Linked DNA regions of Mus musculus: regions 1, 2, 3, 5, 6 and 7 are each linked to region 4. The links are chromatin contacts, called in public HiCAR-type and promoter capture Hi-C maps. All regions are on one chromosome and are shown on one strand. Each heading gives the region's core, a stretch centred on a gene start, on an enhancer-like site or on the middle of the called end of the contact. The rest is flanking DNA. Distances are from core to core; before and after follow the strand shown. Region 1 holds the start of Dapp1 (dual adaptor for phosphotyrosine and 3-phosphoinositides 1). Region 2 holds the start of Mttp (microsomal triglyceride transfer protein). Region 3 holds the start of Npnt (nephronectin). Region 4 holds the start of Cenpe (centromere protein E). Region 5 holds the start of H2az1 (H2A.Z variant histone 1). Region 6 overlaps Arhgef38 (Rho guanine nucleotide exchange factor (GEF) 38). Region 7 overlaps Tbck (TBC1 domain containing kinase).

What was found. Promoter capture Hi-C pulls out the DNA fragments that hold promoters and counts their contacts. HiCAR-type assays count read pairs that join an accessible place to other places. Capture Hi-C pulls out chosen DNA fragments and counts their contacts.
Region 1: a promoter capture Hi-C map of liver shows a contact between it and region 4, with 6 times the contacts expected there. The contact joins the promoter of Dapp1 here to the promoter of Cenpe in region 4. A contact is called at or near these places in 3 of 39 promoter capture datasets (liver and pre-B cells), 1 of 115 datasets of contacts at active chromatin or transcription factors (astrocytes) and 1 of 9 other capture datasets (liver).
Region 2: a HiCAR-type map of astrocytes shows a contact between it and region 4, with 7 times the contacts expected there. The contact joins the promoter of Mttp here to the promoter of Cenpe in region 4. A contact is called at or near these places in 1 of 115 datasets of contacts at active chromatin or transcription factors (astrocytes) and 1 of 9 other capture datasets (liver).
Region 3: a promoter capture Hi-C map of hippocampal neurons shows a contact between it and region 4, with 4 times the contacts expected there. The contact joins the promoter of Npnt here to the promoter of Cenpe in region 4. A contact is called at or near these places in 4 of 39 promoter capture datasets (the 3T3-L1 cell line, cranial neural crest, hippocampal neurons and 1 more).
Region 5: a contact with region 4 is called in a promoter capture Hi-C map of pre-B cells, with 9 times the contacts expected there. The contact joins the promoter of H2az1 here to the promoter of Cenpe in region 4. A contact is called at or near these places in 7 of 39 promoter capture datasets (the C10 cell line, cranial neural crest, hippocampal neurons and 3 more), 2 of 484 Hi-C or Micro-C datasets (CD4 T cells and pre-B cells), 2 of 115 datasets of contacts at active chromatin or transcription factors (astrocytes and trophoblast stem cells) and 2 of 9 other capture datasets (adipose tissue and liver).
Region 6: a promoter capture Hi-C map of cranial neural crest shows a contact between it and region 4. The contact joins the enhancer-like site here to the promoter of Cenpe in region 4. A contact is called at or near these places in 7 of 39 promoter capture datasets (the 3T3-L1 cell line, cranial neural crest, embryonic stem cells and 4 more), 3 of 484 Hi-C or Micro-C datasets (the N1E-115 cell line, conventional dendritic cells and embryonic fibroblasts) and 1 of 115 datasets of contacts at active chromatin or transcription factors (astrocytes).
Region 7: a promoter capture Hi-C map of the HPC-7 cell line shows a contact between it and region 4, with 13 times the contacts expected there. The contact joins the enhancer-like site here to the promoter of Cenpe in region 4. A contact is called at or near these places in 9 of 39 promoter capture datasets (the 3T3-L1 cell line, the HPC-7 cell line, cranial neural crest and 5 more), 1 of 484 Hi-C or Micro-C datasets (the HPC-7 cell line) and 1 of 115 datasets of contacts at active chromatin or transcription factors (astrocytes).

What each region holds. Positions count from the first base shown.
Region 1 is chr3:137,980,001-137,983,007 of GRCm38.p6, forward strand. It overlaps Dapp1 (dual adaptor for phosphotyrosine and 3-phosphoinositides 1), which reads right to left and starts at 1,549. Exons shown (of 9, transcript NM_011932.3): 1 at 1,319-1,549. The coding sequence starts at 1,419. The region is part of intron 2 of Gm19708 (a long non-coding RNA gene); the gene reads left to right.
Region 2 is chr3:138,130,170-138,133,293 of GRCm38.p6, forward strand. It overlaps Mttp (microsomal triglyceride transfer protein), which reads right to left and starts at 1,484. Exons shown (of 18, transcript NM_008642.3): 1 at 1,071-1,484. The coding sequence starts at 1,131.
Region 3 is chr3:132,948,940-132,951,652 of GRCm38.p6, forward strand. Npnt (nephronectin) reads right to left here and starts at 1,352. Exons shown (of 14, transcript NM_001287101.1): 1 at 1,034-1,352. The coding sequence starts at 1,104.
Region 4 is chr3:135,210,743-135,213,868 of GRCm38.p6, forward strand. It overlaps Cenpe (centromere protein E), which reads left to right and starts at 1,821. Exons shown (of 46, transcript NM_173762.4): 1 at 1,821-1,972. The coding sequence starts at 1,917.
Region 5 is chr3:137,862,823-137,865,738 of GRCm38.p6, forward strand. It overlaps H2az1 (H2A.Z variant histone 1), which reads left to right and starts at 1,665. Exons shown (of 5, transcript NM_016750.3): 1 at 1,665-1,874; 2 at 2,311-2,388; 3 at 2,698-2,811. The coding sequence starts at 1,872. It overlaps Gm43403 (predicted gene 43403), which reads right to left and starts at 1,504. Exons shown (of 2, transcript NR_169184.1): 1 at 1,143-1,504; 2 at 865-1,015.
Region 6 is chr3:133,111,830-133,114,906 of GRCm38.p6, forward strand. Arhgef38 (Rho guanine nucleotide exchange factor (GEF) 38) reads right to left here. Exons shown (of 14, transcript NM_001368752.1): 14 at 449-3,077. Among named protein-coding and RNA genes, the nearest start is that of Ints12, 22 kb to the left of the region's middle. Within about 2 kb of position 1,617, at least 3 of the 459 cell types and tissues checked have an H3K27ac peak or open chromatin away from gene starts, as enhancers often do.
Region 7 is chr3:132,746,073-132,749,120 of GRCm38.p6, forward strand. The region is part of intron 20 of Tbck (TBC1 domain containing kinase); the gene reads left to right. Among named protein-coding and RNA genes, the nearest start is that of Gm30294, 30 kb to the right of the region's middle. Within about 2 kb of position 1,504, at least 9 of the 459 cell types and tissues checked have an H3K27ac peak or open chromatin away from gene starts, as enhancers often do. A contact at or near this core is called in the HPC-7 cell line, where this site is marked.

The sequences.
Region 1 (3,007 bases), core at 299-2,798, 2.8 Mb after region 4:
AGAGAGGCCCTTATTCTGTTTTTTTTATTTGAAGAGAAACGTGGAGAGTTTTTGGAGCTCTGAAGACCTCATAAGGAGTTTCCCTTATTGAAAATCCTAGCTGTCAATACCAAATGGCAGTACAGGTCCTTGGCTTTAAATTTAAACAGAGAATTATTGAGAGCTGCTTTTAGACTTTTTATTAATTATCATTACATGTGTGCATGGTGTGTGTGTGTGTGTGTGTGTGTGTGTGTGTACCCGTCTGACATATCATCTGTGTGGAGGTCTGCCGAGTGGGTCCCAGGACTCAATCTCAGGCTTAGCCAGGCTTAGCCGCAAGCACCTCTACTTGCTGTGCCAGCATAGTGCCGTGAGAAATTTTACAGTAACACAATATAAAATGATACAATCTCTAGTGTAAACAGAAATTTCAACCCATTCTCAGAGGAGGATGGGGCCTCTGGCAGGTAGCTGTCTCAGCTTTGTTATTTCACTGATGTGACCGATAAGATGGGGTTTAAAACCCTTTCGTGTTTATTGCCATCCTATGCAAGGTGACAGTATGTCTTTATGTCATTGGGTGATGAGGAATTCCAGCCACTTAGGTAGACAACAGGTCCAGAGTCCTCTCTCTTGGGAAACACAAGCGTGTAGGTGCAAGGCTTTGTCTCCAAGGAAACCTCCTTTCTTGTCTGAGTAGCCCTTTTTTCTTTACTAAATGTCCGGATGAGCTGTGTCATCAGGGTCCCTTCTGATGAACTCTGATGATGTCACCTAACCTAAACCTGTCTATCTGAAGCCAGGCTGTTGTTATCTTGTGTCTAAAGGCTATGAAAGAGCTCCCATTGCTGTGTGAGAAGGAGGCACCGTAGAAACATGATTGTCGTACAAACTTCCTCATTCTTTTTCTTTTGAAAAAAAAAAAAAATCCCTCTTACTCACAGCCGTGTAGTCTTTCTGTTTATGGAACCAGTGACACAGTTCACTGCCAAGAGGTGCACTCAGAGTTCTTCCACCTCACTTTAATGATAAACTAGCCCAGTATCAAAGAAACAGACGATTGTATGCACACTCCCCAGCTGCTGAAGGATGCCCAAAAGTTGATTTTTTTTTTATCACATTCTCTCAGTGTAACTGTTCTCACTTTTAGAAAAATATCTTACACTTTTACAATGAATCAGCGCCCCCAGAAGGAAGTTCCTACAGGTCAATTAAACTGGCCAGGTAGACGACCATCAGGTGGCAGTGGGAAGAGACTCGAATCCTGGAAACACTGGTCAGAGCGGCGATTTTTCAAGGAACTGGGAAGTTGTACTCATCGAAAAAGCGCTCTTACCCCAAATCCTGGAGCAGGTCTGTGCCTCCATCTGCTCTGCCCCACAGCTCTGAGGGATCCTGGGTACTCATGTTCCCTCCTAGAAGTTCTGCTCTGCCCATAAGTTCCTTTGCTTCTGATGGCTGACTCCCCGCCAGGTGCTGTATGAAGAGAGAGATGGGATCGGCTGCTGCTGGACGCGCTGCTCCTCCTCGCTAAGGCAGGAGCCGGCTGGGGCTGAGTCTCTGGCTAGCAAGGAAGTGAAACTTGGTTGCTCCTCCCACACTGCCTCTGCCACCGTGGGCCTGAGGCATAGGCAGGGGTGTTCTGTCAGTCAGGAAGTGTGCTAACTAACCCCTCTGGCAGCAGAGCACCTCAGTCACCACAACGTATTGTCAAGTTAGATTTTGCCAAAGAAAACAGAAGGACCACCCGCCCAACCAGGATGGGGCGATTAGGTCAAACTCTTTCTAGGAGTCCAAACTGTAGCTTCTCCTTACCAGGGTTTGCCTGTAGTTTGGGGGGGGGGGCGGGGAGGGGGCTATGTGCACGCGCACACCCACCTCACACAGCGGCACAAGGAACACCGAGGAAGCTTCGACGTCAGATACATCTTCTGAAGGGGTTAAAAAAATTATAGGTAAACAACCAGTCCTGCTCTAACCTACTTTGTTTCTGGTACTGGCTCAGGATTTCTTTCCAATATTCCCTTGAGGTTTCTGTAGGGGAACACTTGTTTCTCTTATGGAAGAAGGTTTGGGGGCAGAGGCTGTCGCCAACATGCCCAAAGACCTGGGTTCCATCCCCGCACCCCATAAGATCCTGTAATCCCAGCACTCTAGAGGTAGGGGCAGAAAAGTCAGAAGTTCAAGGCTATCCTCATCTACTTGGTGAATTTGAGTCCAGCCTGGGCTATGTGAGTCCCTGTTTAAAAAACAAACAAGGCAAAGGACTGAGTAAGAAGGCAGAAGAAAGTTAAAGAACAGCATCTGTCGGGGGTGTACCCAGTAGGCTGAGCTACGCTGTCCGGGGGTGTACCCAGTAGGCTGAGCTACGCTGTCCGGGGGTGTACCCAGTAGGCTGAGCTACGCTGTCCGGGGGTGTACCCAGTAGGCTGAGCTACGCTGTCCGGGGTGTACCCAGTAGGCTGAGCTACGTACGCTGTTCGGGGTGTACCCAGTAGGCTGAGCTACGCTGTCCGGGGTGTACCCAGTAGGCTGAACTACCCTGGATGCAGTGGTGTTTAGACTCATAAAGAGGAAATTCCATCTGCCTGGATGTGTATCAGTGGATGGATAAAGAGCTCTCTCTCTGCATGTTCCCCCTCCAATATCCCAAGATGAACTAGGGTTCATCTGAGGGCTGTTCCATTTGGTATCCTAAAGAGACTGATAGAACGAAGACCTTGTTCTACACAGGCTGCCAATGTCTCCTTAGGAACCGTCCTCTCTTCTGTTTCCCAATGGTTCCTGGGACTCTGGCTTTCTCTGGTGAGAAAGTCCTCAGTGCCTAGAGGCAGTCCTGGGGAGAAGCAGCTCTGAGAACACACATATAACGAACCGGCACACACTGGCTGCTATAGTTCTCTCAGACAGAGGAATATAAAGTGTCGGGCAGTGGTGGCGCATGCCTTTAATTCCAGCACTTGGGAGTCAGAGGCAAGTGGATTTCTGAGTTCGAGGCCAGCCTGGTTTACAGAGTGAGTTCCAG
Region 2 (3,124 bases), core at 234-2,733, 2.9 Mb after region 4:
ACACACACGGTGGAGGGGGAGAGAGAGAGAGGAAGAGAGAAAGAGAGAGAGAGAGAGAAATATTGAGACAAAGTTTGCTTTATGATCAAAAGTCACATTGGTCCCAAACAGATTTAAAGTGTGCGTGTGGTTATTTTATGTCCATCACTCAGAGGACACAGTACTAGAAGTTGATCCTACCATGACAGATTGCCTTTAGAGCGATTGGTCTTAACAGTATAACTTTTTATAAACTATAAAAAAGTGACATCTTTATACAAGGTTACAATGCAAAACCCAAAGACTTTATAAGCTGCTGGATCTATAGAGTTTACAAGCTGCTGGATCTATAGAGTTTACAAGCTGCTGGATCTATAGAAGGTTTCACAACAGCACAGCATTCCATACAACACTTTCAAACCACTCCTTGTGAAATCACTTTCCTCTAGGATTTTCCTGATGTCATTAATTCATATTTTAAAGTAACGTTTGCCTTAAAACAAAAATTGTTAACTAGGATCGCTATTTTTAAAGGACGTCTTCTTTCTTACATCCATATTACATCGCAGCTTTATTTTCCTTCACTCCCTGACTCAGGTTATGCTACTTCCTTTCAAAAGCAATGGGAGTCCATACAGGCTTTACCAGTTCATTCCTAATTCTTTGGTCATCAAATGCCTTCCTTTTATTGGGTCTGATTCTTCTTGTCCTTCCAGTGCTAAGCAACCAGACTGGGTTATTTTACAATTCAAATGAAGGAGCTGCCTTCTGTGTGTCTATCAGCAGGTAACATTAGCTCATAACTCTCTCCAAGAGTGAGAAACTGAAGCTAGAGACACACTGCTCTGGGGTGGAGGGTGGGGGGTGGCAGGGCTGAAATGAGAAAGGAATCTCTACTTTGGTAAAAGAGAGCAGGAAATTAAATTCTGTCTTCCTTTCCACCTTGTCACTTCCTCCCCCAGATATTCCAATCTTATATATTTTCAAAAATTGTATAGTTAGGAACTCTTTCAACACACACACACACACACACACAGAGAGAGAGAGAGAGAGAGAGAGAGAGAGATTAGGGAAAGGCAACGTAAACTTACCTTTAACGGAAGCAGAGTAGGAGGAGAAGAAGCAGAGAAAAAGCACTGCCAAGAGGATCATGCTGGCTCCCTCTGCCACATCCAGTCCCCGGGACTCACTGAGCAGTGGTGGCAGCCAGCAAGGAAGTGACCCTCTTCAGAACCGGCGACAACAGTGTTTATCTATAGGGGAAAGGTCAGATTCCAAACTCCAAAATCAGGACCTAAGTTCATGGAAGGGCTCACTATTAATGATTAAACGCAGGTGGGCTATAGTTTGTAGTCTCTCGCTTTTAAGAAATTTGTTTCAGTAGGGCAGTGGTGGCGCACGCCTTTAATCACAGCACTTGGGAGGCAGAGGCAGGTGGATTTCTGAGTGTGAGGCCAGCCTGGTCTACAAAGTGAGTTTCAGGACAGCCAGGGCTACACAGAGAAACCCTGTCTCAAAAAAAAAAAAAAAAAAAAAGAAAAGAAAATGTTTCATCCCAGAAGGAAAATCAAGGGAGTTTTTATCTTGTATTCCAAACTAAACCAGTGAACAGTCTTACATATGCAGAAAAGACGAAGTACTAAGAAGTCATGCCAACAAAACAAAACAAACTACAACAAAAAAACCTAGTTGTGATACTTTTCTGCTCAAGTACACAATCATCAGCAAACCTGGAGAATCCTATAATTTGTAAGGAAACGTGAGGTTCAATAAATCCCAACCTCGTTGAACCCTACTGAACCAGAATACATCTTCTATGATTATTTTTGAATTTTTATACTATCACCAACCATTACAAAGATGACTTCCAATTGCAGAATTTATCCTAAGTCATACCACCATTGATAAGGATAATGCTATGATTAGGCCTTTTATCCCTGAAGTACAGATCGTCGTCCTTATATGGGAGAGAAAAGTCAGGGTTGGGGCAGTCAGCATTTGACAGCATTAGTGTGTCAGTAGGCCAACTGAGGATACTAGAGTGGCCCTCTGTAAAGACAAGTGATGCCTGTTTCCCACATACCCAGGTTCCTAGAATGGGAAGCCAGAGTCCCGTTGTTCCTTCTGAGTTACAGTTCTCTCTTTCTCTCTTTCTTTCTCTCTTTCTTTCTCTCTTTCTTTCCCCTTCCTTCCTTCCTTCCTTCCTTCCTTCCTTCCTTTCTTTCTTTCTTTCTTTCTTTCTTTTTTTCTTTCTTTTTGGTTTTGGTTTTTCGAGACAGGGTTTCTCTGTGTAGCCCTGGCTGTCCTGGAACTCACTCTGTAAACCAAGCTGGCTTCGAACTCAGAAATCCTCTTGCCTCTGCCTCCCAAGTGCTGGGATTAAAGGAGGGTGCCACCACTGCCCAGCCTGAGTTACATTTCTAAGAAGAGATTCAGAGGACAAGTCCCAGTTCTCACCACTTTTGCAACAGTATGTTATCTAGGATACGTCTTTCAAGAGAATGCCCTCATATGTATAGCTCTGGCCACACTAAGTGACCCAGCTAACATTTGTCCCTGGAAGTCCTGATAGAAACATAAACACTTCTAAGGGGGGTGGGGGAGTCAAGTCGATTGGGTAGAAGAAAAAGGAAGTTTGGAAGTGAGGGTTATTGGGATATTGGTCTATGAGAATATTTATGGCCATGTTTGTTTTACATATAAAATGAATTCTTAAAGCAATCCTGGTTCCCCTGAAAATCTGCCACTCCCCTAACCTTGAGTTTAAGTCTTTTAGACAATTTAGATTAAAGATAGCAAGCAATAGAGCTACAAAATAAAAAGTAAAAGTTAAAAAAAAATGTCCTTTGAAGTGTGTTTTCCTATGCAAAATTGAAAGGTGAAAATTACCTTAACCTCCTCTTGAGAGCAGAACTTCATTTGCTATTACCAGTTTTCCTGGGGCCAGACAGGAAAGGGCGTGCTCACAAAACAAACAAACAAGCAAACAAACAAACTTCCAAAAACCCAAACCTTTACAGAAATGATTTTGTGGATACCGGGTGGCCATATACAATGCACATACAATGTAATGTGAAAATGCCTGTCCCTTGCTTTTGGTTTAGTTGCTGTTGTTGTTACTATAGTTTATTTTTTGAGATGGCAC
Region 3 (2,713 bases), core at 102-2,601, 2.3 Mb before region 4:
GTGTGTGTGTGTGTGTGTGTGTGTGTGTGTGTGTTTCTTTGTAAATGGACACCTAGGCTGTGTGTGTGTGTGTGTGTGTGTGTGTTTCTTTGTAAATATGTGTGCCCCAAAGTAATGCACCACAAATCCAAATGTGGGCAAAGAATTGCTTTTGGAAAATAAAAGGCTTAGCCTCTGGCTGCTTTCCACTCTTCTTTAAACTCTTTATCTCTTCAATTCATCTTCGCTTTACCCTCAGGCTCAAAGTACAAAACAACCCCAACTTCTATTTCCTCCGACCAGGTGGTGAACCGGGAGCGGGTGCCTTTTTCTTCCGCGCTCCGAGGCTTTTCCTCTGGTCCCCTCCAGGGACAGGAAAGCCAATCAATCCTGGAATTGATTCGTTCCAAGATTGCAGGTAAAACAGGTGCGGCATCTTCAAGGCAGCCCTGGGACAAGCTCTGAGGGATGGGGACAGGGGTGAGTGGTGGTGTGAGCCAGCGGGAAACCTGTCCAGCTGAGGCCTTCAGTGGGGACTGAGCCCGGGATCTCCGGGGAGATCGCGCGGTGCGCTGCCTTGGGGGGACACGCTGAGTGACAGCAGAGACCCTGCCGGAGGTTGTTGGGACCTGTCAGAGCAAGCAACAGTCAGGCCCGCCAGGTCTGAGCGGTGCCGCGTGCTACACACACACACACACACACACACACACACACACACGCACCCCGAGCGCCTCCTCTCAGTACTCATGTTAAGCTTGTGTACACCGTCCCCCCTCCGAACCACAAACCGAGAGCCCTCGGGTGCCATTTGTTCCAAGTACGGTCCTCGCCGCCACCCTTTGTCGAATCGCCGGGTCACCTGCAAGTTTCCCCTCGGGACACAGTCCATCCTGATCACTGGCTGTAGGGACGCTCCACGCGTCACCTGTGTCCCTGCTCCTGCCCGCTCTCACCGCACACGGGGCACGAGCCTCTCTTTCTCCTGAGCCCGGAGCCAGGCTGCTCCACTCGAGGTCCCTGAGGGAAAGGGGAGGGCACCCGAGACCCGCCTCACCTCCCGTCGAAGTCGGCAGCCACCTGCAGGTAGAGCGAGGACGCGAGCACCGCCGCTAGGAGCACAGCCATGCCGGAGGACCGGGACGCGGGGACGCTGAAGGTTGCGGGGAGCTGCGCGTCCCGGGATCTCCCGGCCGCCTTCGGCGCGGCACCCGCGGCTGCTGGGACGCACAGAGCGCAGCGCGCAGCCGGGCAGGTCTGCGGCGGGCTGGCAGAGCCCCTCCGGCTCCCTCCTGGCGAGGGGAGGCGCTGCGGCGGGAGCCGCGCCGCCCGCGGGGAGGGGCGAGGCGGGAGGGACGCGCCGCGCAGCCCGCCGCCCTCCCTGCCCCGCCGCCCTGGTGCCCTGGGCGCGCGCCGGGGCTCGCCCCTCCCCGGGCCCCAGGGGCAGGGGCGGCTCAGGGGCGGGGATGCGGCGCGCAGGCAGCCTCGGCCACGGGTGGCGCTTGCCCCCGGGCTGCGAGAAAAGTTGGGAGCAGAGCTAGGGAGAGGGCTTGTCGGGTGACCTGCCTGAAAAAGTGAGCCCAGCCGCCAGAGGCTGGGGCGACAGTGGGGTTGGAAGTGGAAGTACGCGTTCTGTGGGGGTAGACAGATGCCCCCCCACATACACACACAGGTGGTCTATAGGGGAGAACCCAACTTTTCTGCACCTACCGGAGGGGTTCCTGGACTGATGAAGGCAGGCAGACCCAGATTGCTTCTCCTACAGAGCTGGAATATCCCTGCACCTTTTAACGGGGGTGGGGAGTGTGGTGGGGGGGGTTCGGCTCTCAGGTCGAATTTTGAAGAAGAACTCTGGGCTCAGGAGAAAGAGAAGAACCTTGGAAAACTGTCTGTGTCCTGAAGCTCCACTTGGTGCACCCCCGTGGGTAGGGCAAGTGCTCCACCCCAGAGGAAGGGGAGTTAGTTACCACTTAGCTTGTGGTGTAGCTGGTCTTGAGGGGACCTCTTTAGAACCATTTGAAGTAGTTACTGAGCTATCATAAAAAGCATTGCACCAAAGGACTGAAAAGAAATGATTTTCATAAATATACGTTCAAACTTAAATCATTCCCGTCCTTAGGCCATACCCCCAATGGCTGGCTGTCCTGTCCTCTCTCTCTTCAGTCCATGATCTCCTGGCCTGGCACCCTCTAGGCATGCATTGAAGAGGTTGTGTGTATAGCTGAATCTCACTTCCTTGCCTAAAAGTCACCCTAAAAGCCAAATATGAATGCTGTTTAAAATTCTTATCTTCCCCTCTGGTGTCACGTCCAGCCATACTTTGCCTTCCCCCCCCCATTGTACTGATCTTTTCTCTTACAGCATAATTTGTTTATCTATGTCTTCTTTCTGTTGTAATGTAAACTCTCCAAGAAGAGCTATCTTTGTTTAGTGCCTACAACATTGCCTGGCACATAGTAGGTGCTCATAAATGTTAATCGAAAGTATTTGCTACCGTACATTCAACTGTCACTCCGTTCGCATCATTTTAAGGTTTCTGCTACTTCAAATTGTTAACGAAAAGTTCTGTGCCAGTTTGGTTACACTATCCTGATTTATCAGTATGTGTAAAAACAGGACTTTTCTGCAAGAAAAGGAAAAATAATAGTTCTTTGATTTCCAAGTTGCTTCTGTTAGCAAAAGAAGTTTCTATTTTAATCTCAGAAAATTATCCTTGCCGGTTCAGGCTTGGGACACT
Region 4 (3,126 bases), core at 571-3,070:
CCTGGGAGAGACAGAGATACTTGTGCGTATTACTACCGCTTCTAAAAGAATAAGAAGCCACATATACTCTGCTGTAGTCATGCTTGTTGTTTTCTAAGCCTGGAAAAATATTCAACATTGTTGCAGGACATTTGATCACACTGAGAACCCCAAGATTGGGTTATTTACTGGAAAACATCTGTTTGTAGTTGTGGTGTGGGTCAGCCCTAGCACACACCTTTGATCACAGCCATTTGGATTTACTTAGAACAGGACTATTAATGGAAAATAAGAGGAAGTCAGGAGGACGGATAGAGAGACGCACAGGAAATAGAAGGGAAATTGAGGGGTTTTTGAGAAGGAGAGCTTCCTTTTGGAACATCAGCTGAGGAGGAGGGTCAGCGGGGTGCTTCCTCTGACTCTCTGAGCTAGCAGGCTTTTATACCCAGCATCTGGCTCCCTAGGCTTCTTTGGTAAAATCAAACAATTGGTATCTGGGTTTGAAAAAAAAAAGCACAACATAAAACAGTTTCACAATGAATATCTCTTTTTCTGTACTGTTAGGAATTGAACAGAATGATGCAGGATTCCCCAGCTCCGGCCCCCTTTTCAGTTATTGTGAGACTGATTAAACTGCCCCCATTGGCCTTGAACCATCAAGCACCATCTCTTTCTCATTAGTGTATATTAATTGTACAAGACGTTTCATTTTGTTATGACATTTTCATACCTGAATATTACGTCCTTTTGTCAAATTCACCTCTTCTGCTACCCTCTCAGTCCCTCTCTTTTTCCTTCTAATAATTATCTCTTGATGAACAGCATAGATCATATAGTGGAATACAGTCAATCTTTAATAAATACTGCCTGCTATATAATGTTAGCAAAGACAGTGTGACAAAATCACAGCTGTGAAAATAATACTCTTGCTCTAAAAAATCCCTTCCTTGCCTCTGAGCCTTTAATGACATAACATTTCTTCCCCTTCATAAGTTTGTTCCCTACAGCTAAATATATATTTGCCCACTTTAAAAAAAAAAAAAAAAGTTAAAACAGGGCAGGGAAGATAGCTCAGTGAGTAAAGTCACTGGCTGCCAAGCTAAAGTTGAATCCCTAGAACCTAGTGGTAGGAGAGAACTGACATCCCCAAATTGTCCTTGGTTGCCTCCCTGAGGCTGAAGGTTAAGTCATTGTTGCCTGGAGACACCACATACTTCAGACTTGTCGGGAATTAGAAAATTCCAGCTGTTTCTGAGCTAGAAGCCTCGTCCCTAAGGCGTAGCTTTATTATTTTGGGAGCCTCTTGGATTACTCTAACCAACATGAAAAGAAGTGTTCCATGCCTAGTACTGGGGATTTCTCGGGTAATCCATGCTCTAGTGTGCAGCACTGTCATGTCCCCACAACATTTTCCCAGGTGTCAATGATTCTCTCCCTTACATGAGGCTCTTACACTCACCGTCCAGAGAAATGAAAGTTAAAGAAAAGAAACAACAACGCCTCAAAGCAGTTCCAAAAGAAAAGAAAATCTTCCTTTCCTGGCTGGGCAGTGAGTTCCCATTGGAGGCTTTAAAACAAAACGAAAGCTTTTTTTGGTTTGGTCTAGTCTGGAGTTCTTGTTTGTTTGTTTTTTAAGATTATAATTCTTTTGTTCTGCAGGCGTGACTCTAACACAAAACTTCTCTCCAGCTGAGTTCTGAGGCTCTCAGTTCCGGGATCTCTGAGTCTCCCCCGCCTTCCCCATCCATGGACTCGCCCCGCCTTTCCCCCCGCAACCCCCACTCGCCGCAGCACTTGGACTGTCCCGTGACGTCATGACGCTGCGCCACCCAATCCGCTGCAACCTTGAGGACATTTTAAACTTAAAGGCGGGGCGGCCCGGGAGCTCGGTCGGCGCCGTTGCTCTCCTTCGTTTCCCTTAGTCTGCAGCGGACAGGATGGCCGAGGAGGCTTCAGTGGCTGTCTGTGTTCGTGTGCGACCCCTCAACAGCAGGTAGGCGGCCTGGGGCGGCGTGGGGACCTGCGTCCCAGCCCGCGCTGCCCCGAGTCACACCGACACCCGGGTGCAGGACTCCGTTTCCCCGAAAACACGGTCCGACTGCGCGTAGTTCTGCTCAGGGGACACTGCCGTCCTCGCCTGATGGACGGAGACAGTGAATGTTCAGTAGTGGGAAAAGGTCGGGAATGCCAGAAAGAAAAGACAAGAGGGGGTTGATGAAGTCTACTGGGTTTGCTGGCTTCTGGCCTTCAGCTAGAGATGCTAAAGCTTGAGAAATTGGTATTAAACGGGTGGTCGATAGGCGAGATTCTCAAAATTGATTATTTCTTGCATTTAAGTTCCTTCCCTAATTTGGGAAAAAGCTGGCTCCTAGTTAGCATTAGCTGTTGACTTGACAGCCAGCTATATCTAAGGGAGTCTCCATTGGAGGACTACCTGGATGAAGTTGGCCAGTGGGCATGTCCTTGTGGTGGAATCTTAGTTCCTGGTTGATATGGGCAGTGCTTAGGCCAGTCTGGGTGGTTCCATTCTTACTCATGGAACTCAAGGCTGTGTAAGACAGCTACGTAGGCAAAACCCAGAGAGAGCAAGACAATAAACAATGTGCTTCATGAATTCTGCCTCCACTCCTGCTTGCGACCCTGCCCTGACTTTCCCTGGGGCTGGAAGTGTAGGCTGATATAAACCTTCTCCGTTCCAAGTTGCTTTTGATATAAACCTTTTCCACTCCAAGTTGCTTTTGGTCATGATATTTTATCACAGCAGCACAAAGCAAACTAAAACAGTATATCTATAGACATAAGCCGTTAACGATACACAGAAAAAAAAAAGAAAAACAAAACAAAACTGTGCAGAATGTTGAAAGAGCCACTGGGCCTTCAGAGACATGGGGTACCTGGTGTCAGGAAAACGCTAACACTACAGAATAGGTGGTTCATTGATGGATAGATCACAGAGATTCAACTTCCAGATTGCTTGACTGATGTGGTGTTTGGTACGAATAGGAATTTAGAGGAAGGTGGCACTGAAGAGATTAGTGGTGTCTGTCATGGTGGCACAGGCCTTTAACCCCAGCACTCAGAAGACAGAGGGAGGTGTATCTTAGTTGTAGACCAGCCTGGGCTACCTAGTGAGTTCCAGGCCAACAA
Region 5 (2,916 bases), core at 415-2,914, 2.7 Mb after region 4:
ACTCACTGTGTAGACCGTGTGGGCCTTGAAGTCACAAAGATCTGCCTGCCTCTGCCTCTCAAGGGCTGGTATTAAGGATGTAGGTTGCCACCATCACAGCAGGCCAGTCCTTAGGTGTCTGAAATGCCATCGTTGTAGAGTTGACTAGCATTCTGCTTATGACTCTTCTGATGCAGCCTTCTAGGTGCTGGGATGTCAGGAGCCTCAGTTGTTTTCGGCATGTGATGACATCATTACAATTCCTTAGTTCCAATAAGCCTCGGAATCAATATTGTTTGGAGTCTCTCCTCTAGCATTAATGTCCTGGTATCAGAGAGTTCCTCTAATTTCATAAAATCTCCCAAACTTAAGTACTAATAATGTGGAGTTTACGCTTCAATATTCTCTTCATATTACTATTCAATTATGTAAAAAGTATAAACCGGTGATATAACTCGACGGGTGCTAGCTGTGTGAGAGTTGACTACCTGATACCTGAGTTTATCTCTGGAACCCTGGAAAGAGAGCACTCACTCAAGTTGTCATCCGATTTCCACAACTATAGTAATGAGGTGAGCACCCGCGCCCACCCACATGGCCACACAATCATGTTTAATTGAAAAGTGCTACGTATTAATATAAATGCGAAATTCGCAAGACTCAGATAATTATGGTCTCCAAGCAGCGAGTGATAAATGCAGGTGCTGTAGATCTACTAACTGCACGTCTAAGTGGCTGGCATCAGGACAGTACCGTGTGTACAAGTCTATTTTTTTTTTTAAGCCCAGCATTTGTAACTGATTACATGAACCATCTGTAACTGCTTGTGAATCATGTTACAGTTACCCCACTGACATTTACCAACATTTGTCATGTGGCAAAATGTTTTAGTGTAGGAAAGCTGACACATAATAGCTTTAATGTTTCAACAAATCAACTTTAGACACTAGGCTATAGGTGCATCCCATTGATGCGAAGTCTTCGCAAAAATATGGCCGGTGACTTCATTATAAAAAACCGCTTCATCCCAAGCTTCCTGTGTGTAGACAAAATTACTTGTTATCCCCACGGTAACTTGGCTCCACTGTTGTTATGAGACAGGATGAGGGGGGTGAGGGGTAACAAGAGGTGAGGACAGAAGTGGAGGAAGATGAAAAAACTACCGGGGGTGGGGTAGGTGACACTTTTATCAGGGAAGTGGTTCACCAAGTAGAGGCCGAGCTGAGCTCTTCTTGCCGGACGCCTTCGAGCCACCTGTCAGAAGGCAGGACTCTGAAGGAAACCGAGATCTGCGGACACGAAAGGCCAGGCCAGAGGGCAACCGAGAGGCGCCGGTTGTCAGCGAGGGGGCCAGGCTAGACCGGGAGGGAAGCTCACGTGGTCTCCGGAGCACCGCGGGGGAGTGGAGGGGGGGAGGCTGCAGCGGGGAGGACGCCAGCGCGCGCTCCTCCCCAGCCTTCCAGCTCCTCCCTCCAGGCACGTGACACCACCGTCCACTCGCTCGGTGGCGCAGCGCTCTGTTGCTGCCCTCCCGCCGCGGCGCCCCTTCTTCTCCCGGTCCTCGTCCCGCCGCATCTCCTCCCCCCCTAACTCATCCCCCACGCGCCAATCATCGCTCGAGCTCCCGAGCGCCCGCCCCGCCACTCCGCTGTGCGTTCTCCCATTGGCTGGAGCCTCAAGGACGCGTCCCGAGGGCGGGAGGCAACCATTGGTGGGCCGAACCGGCCGAGTTCCCGGATGAGGGAACATTCTGCAGTATAAAGGGCGCGAGGAAGGCGGGAGACGGCGCAGTTTGAATCGCGGTCCGACGGAGGAGTGGGCGCTGGGATCTCGCTGAGCGTCCGCCTGGCCTCGTCTCTTCCTCGCTCGTCGGAGCTTCAGCACGGTCCGAGATGGTAACGTGAAGAGTGACGGCGGGCGGCCGCGGGCTGCAGGCTCCGAGCGGGCGGGGCCGCCGTCCCCGGGGCTGGGAGAGGCGGCGGCGGCGGCGAGTGGGAGCGTGCGGGGACGGGGTCGGGACGAGCGGAGGGGAGGTGTTTTCGGAGCCCCGGAGCTCCAGGCGGGAGGCGACGGTTGGGGGGGCGCGCACGGCGCGGCTGGGAGCCGGCGCGGGGGCGCGCAGCCGCGGCGGGCTCGCGGCAGGGGTCGGCGGGGGAGAAGGGCGGGCGGGGGGCGAGCGGCGGCCCGGGGTCCCCGGCGGGGCGGGCGGCGGGCGGCCGAGCGCGCGCTCGCTCGCCTCCAGGACGCGCTGTGGTGGGGGAGGGGCGCGCCGCCTTGGTAATTCTATCTTCTCCGTCCCTCCCGGGCTCGCGGGCGTCGGCGGCGCCGCAGGCTGGCGGTAAGGCTGGAAAGGACTCCGGAAAGGCCAAGACAAAGGCGGTTTCCCGCTCGCAGCGAGCCGGCTTGCAGGTGGGTAGCAACTGCCGCAGTCGGGTGACCGGGCCTTTATGTTTGCACCCCCCTTGCTTGTTTGTCTGCACCCTCCATGGGTGTTCCATCTTAGCATGAGTGATGTGTCGCGACTTGGCCCTGCGGAGACAGTGAATACTGGGGTTTGGGGAGGGGGGGCGTCGGATCACATGTGTGTTAACTGGCGGGGCGCGTTGGTGCACCACCACCGTCCTTGGCTTTGGCGCGCACATCTTATCTTAACGAATTTCCTATCTTTGTGCATTTTTTTTCTTGTTTGTTCGTTTGTTTGTGTGCATAAAAATCAAGTTCCCTGTGGGCCGTATTCATCGACACCTGAAATCTAGGACAACCAGCCACGGACGTGTGGGCGCGACCGCCGCTGTGTACAGCGCAGCCATCCTGGAGTACCTCACCGCAGAGGTAAGCGGGAGTACGCCTGTGATCTGGAAAAGCTCTGGGGGGGCGGGGGAAAGTGGCGAGAGAGGAGGAAAGTGATGCAAGAAAACTCGCAGGCCCTAAGAGCGG
Region 6 (3,077 bases), core at 367-2,866, 2.1 Mb before region 4:
CTCAGCTTTCAGGAAACAAGACATAGAGCAGGGTATAAAACCTCAAAGCCCTCCCCCCAACCCCCAAGTGACTGTTTCCTCTAGTAAGTCTCCACTTCCTCTAGATCCCATAACGTTCCAAAAAGCACCACCAGATGGCAACAAAATGATGAAACATAGGAGCCAAGGGGAAACATTGCACATTAACAACCACAACAGCAAGTGTTCTTGTAGAGATTTAGAATTGACAATTCGAACTATCCTGGTCAGTATCCTTTTCCTGTTTTTCATATTGTAATTTATGAGATCAAGCATAGAATTTAGTGAATTGAAAATAGATGAAATGACACAGAAAGAATGCTGGTCTTAAGATGCAATGATCTGGTCTTCAACTCCTTTGTGTTAGTTTCCTACTTTATAAAACGCAGTTCAGATGAGATAAAATGAAAAGACTTAATACAAACAACCCCTGGTTTATAATGCTTTACTGTTTTCTTATTTTTCAGTAGTGTGAAAGTCACATACATTTAGTTGCATCTGCACTTCAAGTCATCTTCCTGTGTTGCTCACATATTCTGAAATTCTATTTCATTTCCAGGCAGGGGCAAAAGGTTGCAGCTCCCAGTATTCATGTGATCATGCCACCAAGCAACTGATACTCTCTATATAGCAATGACTTTCTGAACAATGTGATAGTCAGTAGATCAGGATGTTTTAAACACATGGTGAGTATATCAGGTTATAAGTCCACTATAAAAGCACATCTGTATTTAAAAGTTAGATGATTCCAGATCTTGACGAGGGCATGATAGTAGTTTTATTAGTTACAATTATAAATTGTCACGACCCCAGGTTTCACAGGAAATACATCACTTTTAACAACATGAAATTTTAGTAGTACAAAAGTCAGAAGAAATTAGAAATGTGATGGATACATTCAGATGCCTCAGTGGAATTTTAAGCAAAACAAAACAAATTTAATTTAGTAAAAATATATTCCCAGGATTTCCAACCAAGAACATCTTAGGTCTAGTCTTTTCCAACGTGTTGACCTGTTTTTCAAAATACGCAAAATTTACCTGCATCTAACCAGAGTGTACAACCGTGAAAATCGTAGCTACGTAAAGACCCCAGGGTGAGAGCCAGTAGAACTGAAGTACTATAGTTTGGACTGGATTGATTTTACATCTATGTGTGTATAGAGAAGGAAGCAACTACAGAATTAGACTTTGAAGATTTGTATTCTTTACACAGAATCTATTCCTACAGGATTCCAGGTCCAGTGTCTGTCTACTCAGTGAACTGCAACCACCTCACTGACCATAATATAAACGTATAGGATCATTTGGTCTGAATTTTGTAAGGTCTGAATATTTTCACTAGTTAGCAATGCAGTGCATATATTAGGAAGCTGTAGTACTACAAACAACTTAAAGGGTGAGGGCTTTATTTCTTATAATTTCCTCCTTTTATTCATACAGCTCTGTTGAAGTCAATGTGGTAAATAAAGATCCAAGAAGTGACAATTCCATGTCTCAGTAGCTGAAACAACCCTTTGTGTAAACCACCCAGACTGTGTTCATTACAAATAGCATCAGGCATTTTAAAAGCAGTTTCTCAAAATCTGGATTGTATTTAAATCTGGATTGTATTTTGGAACGATTTGGAATGTTCCAGCATTTAACATCTGGTACCCATTGCTTCACTGCTGTGACTAAACATGCATTTATCTCTTCCTTACCTCCTCCTGTCCTTCAAAGTCAAGATATTTTTTCTGAAGTATAAGATAGGTTAAGAAAGTGGCTTTGTGATTTTTTTCATGAATCTGCACCAATGATAATTTTATATTACCAGACAGATATTTTACACTCTATATTATATATACTAGTAGTTTTTAACTACTAGAATCTCAAAATGAAATGTAAATAAGATGCATATATTTTTATTTATTTAAAAAAAACTAGCTACAAAAGCTTCCTCTTCATCTTGGTAAACAAAATATTGCCCACTTCAGAGGATCCTATTCTGTATAATATTAATTTAAAAAGGAATATAACAAAATACATTAGCATGCCTAGTTGTAATTATAACAATGCAACTAATGGCTTAATCTTTTGAATTGCTTACATATATATACAACCTATAAGCTATCTTGGAAATGTATTTTTCTGAGGTCTATTAAAATAATGTCTAATTTCAGAATTACAGGGTACTTGATTTTAAGTAAAAGAAGTAGAAAATGAAGGTCGTATATAATTTTTCAGAGCTCATGTATAGTAAAGTGCTCATCATGATAGGAAAGTTGCAGTCACTGGCTTCATGACAGTTCTTTCTCAGGAGTTAACTCAAGGGTTGCTTTTCCTGGCATGGATTTTTCACAGGTCAGACAGGAAGCATCACTCCTAGGGCCACATCAGTACACAAAACTTCTCCTGCATCTAATCACTGATTTCAGCCAGAAAGCACAACTGTGCTATTTATATAATCCTTCATTTTTGTGTAAAACATTGAAGTTTGGTGTACAGGTGTGCAGGTGCACACAGCCATGAATAAATCATGCCTCTTTCGACATTTTCATAGTGTCCTTAAGTAGCAACTTTGGATTTCTTTTTGCTTAACCTTAGGCAAACAAATTCATGCTTTAAAATTGAATTTAAAGAGCAACTAATCTTTTTTAAAGTCTCTAATATCTTTTAGAAAGTATTTTGTTGCCCTACTTAAAAAAGAAAACTTTATACTAAATCAAAGTCACAAGAACTTTATAAAGCTACTTTAATGCACTTAGTAGTAGTATAAGCTGTTTCTTTCATAATAGAATTCTATTTCTGGTTTGGGGAGCAGGTATCGTATTCAGCCAGCTGGATTATTTTGTTGTAGAACTCTTTATTTTGTTGTAGATATTGCTCAGTAATAGATGTAACCATATATATGATTATCATATCATATAAATGATGTATATAATATATGTTATATATTATATATATTGAGTATATCAAATCTTTCAAAGTAACACATTTTTTAAAATGTCATTAGGATTTTATGGGAAATGAAAATCTACTGTAATTGTAAGAGTAACCACTAAAAATCAAACAAAATTA
Region 7 (3,048 bases), core at 254-2,753, 2.5 Mb before region 4:
GACAGCAGTCTTGTAGTGTTCTTTTAAGTTTTATTTCATTTTTAGTTATATTTCTCTGTGGAAAGGTACGTGCATGTGTGTGTGTAGGCTCTTATGGAGGCCAGAGTTGTTGGGTTCCCAGGAACTGGAGTTACAGGTGGCTTTGAGCTGCTGAAGGTGGTGCTGGAAATCAAATTCAGCCCCGCTGGATGGGCAACAAGCTCTTAAGTGTTAGCCTATCTCTCTAGCCCCTTTTGTAATATTATAATTTTCATCTCAGCTCAAGCTGTTTCTTGAAATAACAAGCTTATTTTGCTCATTTTTTTAAAAAAAATATTGATCAAATACCCAAGCTTTAAAGTATTATTTGCCTGTCATTCTTTCAAGTAAAAATAGTATCTCTTGAAGAAAGCACCTTGTAGTCTCATAGCTCAAGCGACTATCCAGCTCCCCCACAGTTTAGACCAGAGCATAGTTTCCTGCCTCCTAAGTCATCTCACAAATTGTTAGGGAAGAACTGTAAAGGACCCATAATTGTACCCCTTACAAACATAACTGTTCTACCTTGGGCCATTGTCATGATTTCTGCAGTGCTGTCCACTCATGCCTTTGCACTATTAACATAAACCTCAATCCAGTGAAAACAGTGACTGGAGCCTAAGGATGCCATGCTCACACTTTTGAGAATTTATATATCATACTTGTGAGACAGACTTACAGACTGGGAGAGTCCTTATGAATTACCCTGGCATTCTCTTTTCTGTCTCCTCCACACTTCCTGCTTCCATCGTGTGTCAGGGTACAAGGAAGTTCCTATCCAGGTGCATCTGGTTCTCAGCCTTGCTGCTTGCAAGGCAACCTTAGAATAACAAATCTCGTTCCTGTGTTGTCTTGTTACTCTTGTGTTTTTAAATACAATTACAAATAGCTTATTGGTAATGATAAAATAATTCCTATGTGGCTAAAATAAATGCAACATAATTCTACTGAGATCATTAATATTTTAAGAAAATACAGATTTATAAAAGGTGCCATATCTCTGATTTCAAAGAAGAAACAACTATCATTTTCAGATAATCAACAGTGTAGTGAAATCCTTAGGACCCAACCTGCTGCTGTTTCTCCAGCATTCTACAGCTCTAGTGAGCGCTTGCCAGTTCTTGCTTGCTGTTGCTAGGGGGCAGCATTTACTAAGCTGACAGCTACAGACAAGTACATTGTCAGGTCAGGCTAACATTTGCGATTGGACGAATACTCAAAAAATGTATAACTTTTTATTGGTTTTAGCATCTAACTTAGAAAAGTAACAGAAACTATGTGTATTTTTATATTTATAGCCTAATATTTAAACACTTAGAACCATTAAAAAATAAAATCTTTCTATTGTTCAAAATTATTTCAGTATTAGTTCATATTCTTAAAACTGTAAAACAGCTTGAGAAATTATGTAAGGCAATATATATAAAGTACTCTGGGCCTCACAGAACAAGTCTTGTCATACAGCTACTTGGGAGGTTGAGGCAAAAGATGCAAAAGTTCAGGACTTTCCTTTGTTACAGAGGGCTTTGGGCCTAGACAACTTAGTAAGAGCCTGTCTGAAACTAAAGGTAAAGGAAGGCTGAGGATGTTCTTGAAAGACTCGGGCCTTGGCGTCAATCCCTAAGTCCAAGCTTCCCCTTCCCTCTCTCAGCAAGGAAGGAAGGAAGGAAGGAATTTAAAATGGAAAAGGGACATAGAAAGAATAGAGGAATTGTGTCTCACGTATCGTTATTACATGTCTCTAGTCTCAGTTGTGTCGCTAAGAGGCATCTCGTGCGTGCGAGGAATGCTGGTAACAGTGCCTGCAAGTCTCTGCCTTATCACTGCACATGCTTCCCGCTACTCGAGTAAACTCTTTAACGCACCTGTCATCACCTGTCATCAATGCGTGCGTCTGTAGAGCTCGAGGTGGGGACACTTCCTGTGCTTCCTGCTGCTTAGTGTGATAATGTTCTTCCGGACAGAGTAGTCAGCATGAACTCCTTTCCTCGTCCTTTCTTGCTTCTTTGAAGACTTCTCAGGAGGGCATGATCTCAGGAGCCTTTGCTTCTGTACTCTGATAGCTCCATTGTGTGCTTCCTTCATTGTTCAAACAGATATTTGGTTGCCTCTATACCCTGAATACATTAAAGGACAGGGGTTAAAAAACGTTTTCCCTCATGTTTTTGTGGAAGTATATGATAAAAAGTGATGGGGCTGGAGAGGTGGCTTGGCAGTTGAGAACTCCTGCAGAGGACCCAAGTTCTCTGCCCAGTCCTCACATGGTGACTCAGAGCCTGTCAACTCCAGTACCAGGGATCGGATCCCTCGGCTTCCTGTGGTGCACATCACTCATCCTTCTTAATAGAAATATAAAAGGTTAAAAGGCAAGGAAATAAAAAATCGTTTACAATGCCCATTTGCTAATAAAAGCCATAGTAAATAAATAAATAAGTAGATATTGTGAAAAAAGATATAAAAAATAGACAATGTGATATATTCAGTATATATTGGTAAATTCTAGAGAAATGAAGAACTGAATTTGGACATATGTGTTAAGTGTTTGAATGGAGGAAGAGTTGAATTTTTAAATGAGATTGCCAGGAAAAGCTCTCAGGAAAGGTGGTTTGAAGTCAGTTCCTTATAAAAATGAAATAACAAGCAAGCAACAGCAAGCTCCAGCCTGGGTGGGAGGGATACACTAGAGATGTTAAGGGAATAGCCACTGTGAGTGGAGCATGGTGAGGCCACATAGCAGGAACTGAAGGGGAGAGCATTTTGAGTGTTATACATATATTATCACCACTGGCTTTATTTCATCATCACAAAGAAACAAGATGCTTTTGAATAGAATGGTGACCCATGGTGTAACATAACAAGATCACTCTGACATCTCATTGGCTGAAATTCAAGAACAGATAAGGATAGAGTGTCGTAGATTAGTCATAGCTATGGAGTAAGTGGGTGTGTGATGGGGTGGCTTCAATCTGGATTTAGCAGTAGAGGCAGGAGAAGTTTTCGATGTTCACAGATTAGTTGGAAGGTAGACGA